Regions from separate parts of the Mus musculus genome. Here region 1 is linked to region 2. A link is a contact called in public promoter capture Hi-C data. All regions are on one chromosome and are shown on one strand. The core of a region is the stretch at or near the end of the contact, and the rest is flanking DNA. Distances in the headings are between cores, read along the strand shown.

What was found. Promoter capture Hi-C pulls out the DNA fragments that hold promoters and counts their contacts.
Region 1: a promoter capture Hi-C map of liver shows a contact between it and region 2, with 2.7 times the contacts expected there. The contact joins the promoter of Tmem255a here to the promoter of Ndufa1 in region 2. A contact is called at or near these places in 2 of 39 promoter capture datasets (hippocampal neurons and liver).

Annotation. Positions count from the first base shown.
Region 1 is chrX:38,250,646-38,253,920 of GRCm38.p6, forward strand. Tmem255a (transmembrane protein 255A) reads right to left here and starts at 1,836. Exons shown (of 10, transcript NM_172930.4): 1 at 1,599-1,836. The coding sequence starts at 1,656.
Region 2 is chrX:37,189,306-37,192,893 of GRCm38.p6, forward strand. Ndufa1 (NADH:ubiquinone oxidoreductase subunit A1) reads right to left here and starts at 1,933. Exons shown (of 3, transcript NM_019443.2): 1 at 1,684-1,933; 2 at 569-658. The coding sequence starts at 1,785. It overlaps Rnf113a1 (ring finger protein 113A1), which reads left to right and starts at 1,917. Exons shown (of 1, transcript NM_153503.2): 1 at 1,917-3,162. The coding sequence starts at 2,087. The coding sequence ends at 3,112.

The DNA of each region.
Region 1 (3,275 bases), core at 586-3,085, 1.1 Mb after region 2:
GGAGTTCTGTGTGCCTGTGTATGCGAGGGGTGGAGTGGGGGGCGGGGAGGGTACTGGAAAGTCTGGTACTGCTGGGTTCGGATTTGGACCCCAGACCTTGGCCTCATTTTGCATCCAGCACCAGATAACTACGACCTTAAAAATGAAAAGTGCAGGGCTTCTACTGACAGGCCTTCCACCGTTCAGATGATAACACTTTCGGGGGCCCTTGAACGAAATTTGTTGCGACTGAGTCTTTTGCAGGCAGCGGAGAGCTCACACTGGGCTCAATCTCCTTGCCCCTCCCCTGTGCATGTTCCAGCAAATTCATCGGAGAAGAGCTGAGAAGACTGAATGGCAGAGATTCGGGACAGAGGAGTTTTGCAGAATGTGAAATATGATAGAAACGACGAATTGGGCTAGATTAAAGTGACAATTTTTAAGTTTAGGTGGAATTATGGCTCCACAATCCCTTCACTCTTACCCAAGGCTCCAAATTAATTTCTTCTCCCAGCGAAGACTTAGGAAGGTGCCTAACAGCGAAAGGCAATTGTTTTGTTTTGTTTCGTTTTGTTTTTTATTTCTTAAAATTCGTTTGTAGCTACCGAAAAGCACCCTCGAGGGGCCTCCAAGTTGGTGCAAGACGGTAGCGGACCTCTAGATTTTAGGAAGGTGTTGAAAGGTGCCCCTCCCCCTTCATTCCGCTGAAGAGGAAAGCGCGACTTCAGAAGATGCGCGGGCTTGCGCTGGATCCTATTTTTCTAGTGCTCTCACCACCACCACCCCCCACCTCTCTCTCTCTCTCTCTCTCTCTCTCTCTCTCTCTCTCTCTCTCTCTCTCTCTCTCTCTCTCTCTCTCTCTCTCTCTCTGCGTTTGGAGTAGAATAGAAATCAAATTCAAGGACTGATCATTCTGCTACGTATGTCCAGGCTGTGCTGTCTTGAGTGATTCCCCAGGATTTCCCGTCCTGCCAGCATACCCTTTCTTCTACCCCCATTCCCTTGAGTAGCACCCCACCACCACCACCCCACCCCACACACCGGGTCTGCGAAGTGTAAATCAGCTCCCGGACCACTGCAGGTCTGAATTTCAAGATATCACCTAGAGTGAGTGAGTGTGTGTGTGTGTGTGTGTGTGTGTGTGTGTGTGTGTGTGTGTGAGTGTTGGGGGGGGGTAAGATCCTGCTTCTTCTAATTATCATTAGTCGTGATCTTAGAAGTGATGTGGACTTTGCAAAGAAGGAGCGTCGAATCGAAAGCAAAGGCACAGGTTTGGAGGAAGTGTTTTGATGCCCAGACAGCTGAGATTTACCACAGCTGCAAGTCTGTACACACACACACACACACACACACACACACACACACACACACACTCACATGCACTCCGGGCTAGGTAAGGCTACTCCAACCCTAGCTTGGCGCTCCAATCTCAAGCGCGTCACACTTGTCACAGCTGGGCCGCTCCCTTGGGGCTCTGGTCCACCTTCCAGATACTCGAGTTTGTGGACCCCCATCCCGGTTGCCCTCTCTCTGGCTGGCACTGGGGCAGGCAGGAGCTGGCTGTCCTGGGGACAACGCACTTACCCCCTTACTGCTGCCTCCCAGAGGACAGGACTTACCCATGGAATCGGGAAGGGACATGTCGCTGGACCGCTGCTGAGTCAGGGACTGATGCATGGTGAAAGCTGTCCAGTTGCCCCTGTCCCCGAAGCTGCTTCAAGAGCCCCTGGCTCAGGGCGCCCCGCAGAGCATCCTACTCTGCCGCTGCCTCTCTCGGTCTTCCCTAGCGCTGAGAGGGACTGACTGCCTCGGGTTGAGAGCTGCAGCCCAAGTGCCGCCTCCCCCTCCCTCCCCCTCTTCTCCCTCCCTCCTCTTCTGCCTCCCTCTGCTCCGGGAGGCAGCAGCATTGGCGTCCATGCAGCAGCGTGCGCTTGCGCAAGACCCCCCCTTTCTTCCTCCCCCCTCGGCCTCCCCATCCTAGTTATCCACCTCCCAGCCTGCCAGACAGGGAGACCGTTTCGCCCCTTGGGGCCAAAGCTGCGCAGAGAGAAAAAGGAGGCTTCAGCCTGAGGCCAAGGGGCCTTCTCCCAGTTTGAACAGAAGGTCTTGGGCGATCATCTTTTCTTTTACAAGATTCATAATTGGGGAGGGGGACAGAGTTAGAGGTTCGGAGCTGGAGAATGCACACAGTGACACAGACAGACAGGCACACACACACACACACACACACACACACACACACACACACACTTGTTCAGGTCTGATCTTACAGCTTCCAGAATAACATAATGGAGCTGGAGACAGTCCAGAAAAGGGCCACTCTATAATCAAAAGGATGGTAGTGGTTGGAGGGGGGGCAGAATGCCTTATGAAGATAGATTAAACAAATGCGCACTCTTTAGTCTAGAACGATGAAGGCTGAGAAGGGATGTGACCGGAGTGTATAAAATTATACAGTTAGAGACAGAGAACACAGCCTTATTCATCACAACTGATAATTTGAAAAGCAACAACCCCCCCCAAGAGTTATAAGGAGGTTCAGCTAAAGAAAACATGACACTCTATCAGTACCCCAGTTTGTATTTTTGTTCCAGGAGATTTTATATCAAGATAGGCTTTTTTAGACCATAGCAGCCGTGTAAGGGAGAAAAAGGAATGATCCATAGACCCATTTTGCAGATGAAGAAACTGAGTATCAGTTGAAACTCTCCATGCCTTTGCAGCTACTAAATTACAGAGGTGAGATGCAAACCTGGATATCAAATGCTCTTGCTAAGGAGGCAGGCTCTGTGGCCCTGCTTGCACAACTCCTAATTTAGGTTGTGAAGGCCTAGCCTTTAAGGGCTGAGACATCTCTCCAGCCCTGCTTCCACAACTCAATCCAAGCTAAGTGTAAAATTGTCCAGACAGGCTAGGGGGAGGGGGTCAATATACAAAGCATCTGTTTGGCAAGCCCGAGGTCTGAGTCCCATGCCCCTGCACCCAAGTGAAAAATCAGGTGCAACAGCACTTATTTGTAATCCCAGCCTTGGGGAGGCAAACACAGGAGGATTCCCCAGGGGTGCTGGCCAGTTCCAGGTCCAATGCGGAGATGCTGTCTCACAAAATAAGGTGGAGAGAGTGGTTAAGGACCACCCCTGACATCTACCTCTCATCTCGACAAACACACATGTTCATACATGTGCGCACCCGGGAGCGGCGCGCGCGCGCGCACACACACACACACACCCCTCCTGACTTGACCGTGAACCAACCGGGTGAAGGAAAGTACTGTGTTCCTCCCAGATCTGCCTTGC
Region 2 (3,588 bases), core at 683-3,182:
AGATTCCCCCTGCCTTAGCCTTCCAGGGGTTAGCATTACAAGCACACGCTGCCAAGGCAGCTCTATCACTTCTCTAAATAAGGCACTCCCACAAGCTGTCTTCTGACCTCCACATTTGTACCATGGAGCCTGCATAGAACTAAAGACAAATTTAAAAATAAATAAGTTCCTAGGCCTGCTAGTGCACACATTTCATTCCAGCACTCAGGAGCCAGAGGTAGGCCAATTTATGACTTCAAGGCCAGCTTAGTCTACATAGCGGATTCCAGGCAAGCAAAGGCTAAATATTAAGACCCTGTCTCAATTACAAATCAACCAACCAAGTAAATAAATGGGTGTGCCCTCCATATGCACATGCATGAACAAGTGCACACACACATGTATGCATGCACACCACATACACTGAGCATCTATCTATATATGTATGTATGTGTATATATATATATATATATATATATATATAAAGTTTGTATACCACACTAGTAAAAACCATGCAAAGTAAATGAGCCCTGTATGACCTTAGGCAAGGCATTACCAGAAGCCACCACAATTCTTTTAGTCATCTTACCTTGGACACATAGTAGCGATTGACTCCAGAGATACGTCTATCGCGTTCCATCAGATACCACTGGTACTGAACACGAGCAACTCGTTTTTCCTTTAAATAAAGGACAAGGCAGTTTATAAATATAAGTGACCCAGTAAAAAGATATACCCCACAATTTTTCTTAAATGACATACTAGAGGCTGAAGAGATAGCTCAGAGGGGAAGGGTACCTGCCTGCTATTCTTGGGTGCTCAACTGGCTTCCCAGCACCAAGTTGGTTGGATTTTATTTGGGGGGGGGAGGGGTCATAACTGCAAGTCCAGGAGAGATTCAATACCCTCTTCTACTCTTCATGGGTGCACACAGACAGCAGCAGACACATACATAGATAGTAAATCTTGACAAAGTTAAAACAAAAGCTAAATGACTAATACAAAGCCAAAATCTCCTAAATGAAACCAGACCATGATGGCAACTGACTTCTCAGCCTTCTCCCTTTTTGAGTTGGGGGAGGGGACCAACACCACTGATTTTTTTCCTTTATCCTCCTCCCCCTCTCAACTACTTCTTTTTTTTTTTTTTTTTTTTTGAGACGGGGCTTCACTGTAGTAGTACCAGCTTTCCTGGACTTGACTGCTCTTTGCTCCTGCAGTGGACTGGATTCGTGGCACCCACTTCTGCTGCCTCCTAGCCTCCTTTAACTACTAGTTCCAAGAGACCCGGGGACCTCTCTTGATCTCCGCGGGCTCCTGCACTCAAAGGCACAAATACATCCACCAAAATCAATTAAACAGTGTCCGCAAGGAGATGAACGATGGGAAGGAGCGGGGACATGACTAACACCTTTCTCCCTCTGCCTAGGAACCAGGGCCCAACTCTTGTCATCTACCTTGCTAACTGCCGAATAGATTTTGCCTTTTGGGCCACTCCTCCTCAGCCCTCAAACTGGCTATGTTTTACTAAAGTTAAAAGGTGGAATCCCAAGTCTCCGCGTTCAGGCAACATTAAGAGGAGGATCCCCCTTAGATGGCTTCTTCTTCACAGAGCGAAGGCGCATCCAAACGGCCACCGTCCCCCACCATAAATGGCCCCCGTCCCCCACCGTCCCCCACCCGCGGCCGAGTCGGCCGCCTTACCTTGCCCCCGTTGGTGAATTTGTGGATGTACGCAGTGGACACCCCGGGGATGACCAAGCACACCCCCATAATGGCGAGGCCAGGGAGAATCTCGAACCACATCTCCGCACCGTTACTCGCACGCCAACCCGTCACCGGCTCCTCAGAGGTGACCCGGCTTTACCTCTCTTCCGGCAGCACGCGGGAGGGGCGGTGCCCCGTACGGCTCCGGAGGAGGAAGCGACGGTGGCTGTGGGGGCCCAAAAGTGACTGGCGTTCGCGGTCCAGCAAGCGTTCCCGGACAGGATTCTTTCTGTCGTCCTACTCCTCCTATCTGATCCGCTGCATCAGAGACCACCACGGAGTGTGACGACGCGAAGCGGTCCCGGACGTCGCGGCAGTTTCAGAACTTGGGGATCTCTAAATGGCGGAGCAACTTTCTCCCGGGAATTCTACCCGTCAGGTGTGCACGTTCCTCTTCAAAAAGCCTGGGCGGAAAGGAGCGGCGGGCCGCCGAAAGCGCCGGCTCTGTGATGCAGGCTCCGGGGACAGCTGCAGCAGCAGTGATGAAGGCAGCTCTGTGGTCCGCCCGGAGAAGAAGCAAGCGACCCACAATCCGATGATCCAGAAGACGCGTGGCAGCGCTAAACAGAAGGCAACCTATGGCGGCTTGAGTAGCGAGGACGAGAATGAACCGGAGGGTCTCGGCGTCGTCTACAAGTCTACCCGTTCGGCAAAACCCGTGGGGCCCGAGGATATGGGGGCGACCGCCGTCTACGAACTGGACACTGAGAAGGATCGAGATGCACAGTCCATCTTTGAGCGGAGCCAGAAGATCCAGGAGGAGCTGAGGGGCAAGGAAGATGACAAGATCTATCGGGGAATCAATAATTATCAGAAGTACGTGAAGCCCAAGGATACATCCATGGGCAATGCTTCCTCCGGGATGGTGAGGAAAGGCCCTATCCGAGCTCCTGAGCATCTACGTGCCACCGTGCGCTGGGATTACCAGCCCGATATCTGTAAGGACTACAAGGAGACTGGTTTCTGCGGCTTCGGGGACAGCTGCAAATTCCTCCATGATCGTTCAGATTACAAGCACGGGTGGCAGATCGAACGTGAGCTTGATGAGGGTCGCTATGGTGTCTATGAGGACGAAAACTACGAAGTGGGAAGCGATGATGAGGAAATACCATTCAAGTGTTTCATCTGTCGCCAGACCTTCCAAAATCCAGTTGTCACCAAGTGTAGGCATTATTTCTGCGAGCGCTGTGCATTGCAGCATTTCCGTACCACCTCACGCTGCTATGTCTGTGACCAGCAGACCAATGGCGTCTTTAATCCAGCCAAAGAACTGATTGCTAAACTGGGAAAGCATCGAGCTGAAGCAGAGGGTGGTGTTTCTGATTCTCTAGAAGACATAGAGGAGAGTCCAGTTTCCATTATTTAGACTTTCCATAATTCTCAGTCTCAAAATAAATGTTTTGTTGTTTCTTAAAATCTTTTCTTTCTTTCTTTCTAAAGGGAAGTGGCAGAGAAGGTAGGCGATGGAGTAGGGCTCCAGAGGAAAAGCTTCAAGATAGGTATTATCTGGAATTCTAGACCTGAAATAACTTCCATGACTATAGCATAGGTCATGTGGATGGGAGAAGTTCATGAACAATGCTAGGATTTACGTAAGGGAACCCAAGTCGGGATGACATCAAGAACTGATTCTATTATATCACATTTGAATAGTTTAGAAATTACTCTGATGCTTTATCTGTTGGTACAAGTGCTGTTTTCAAATGCACATTTGGAGGGCTTGAGTTGGTCCTCGATCTCTTTGAGGGTGTTTCTTGCAGTCTTTGGGAAATTGTCCATGCTCTCTTTGAAGCACCTATAGGTAACCCCCGTTTCCACTGACGATGGAAATGCTCTCTGTCG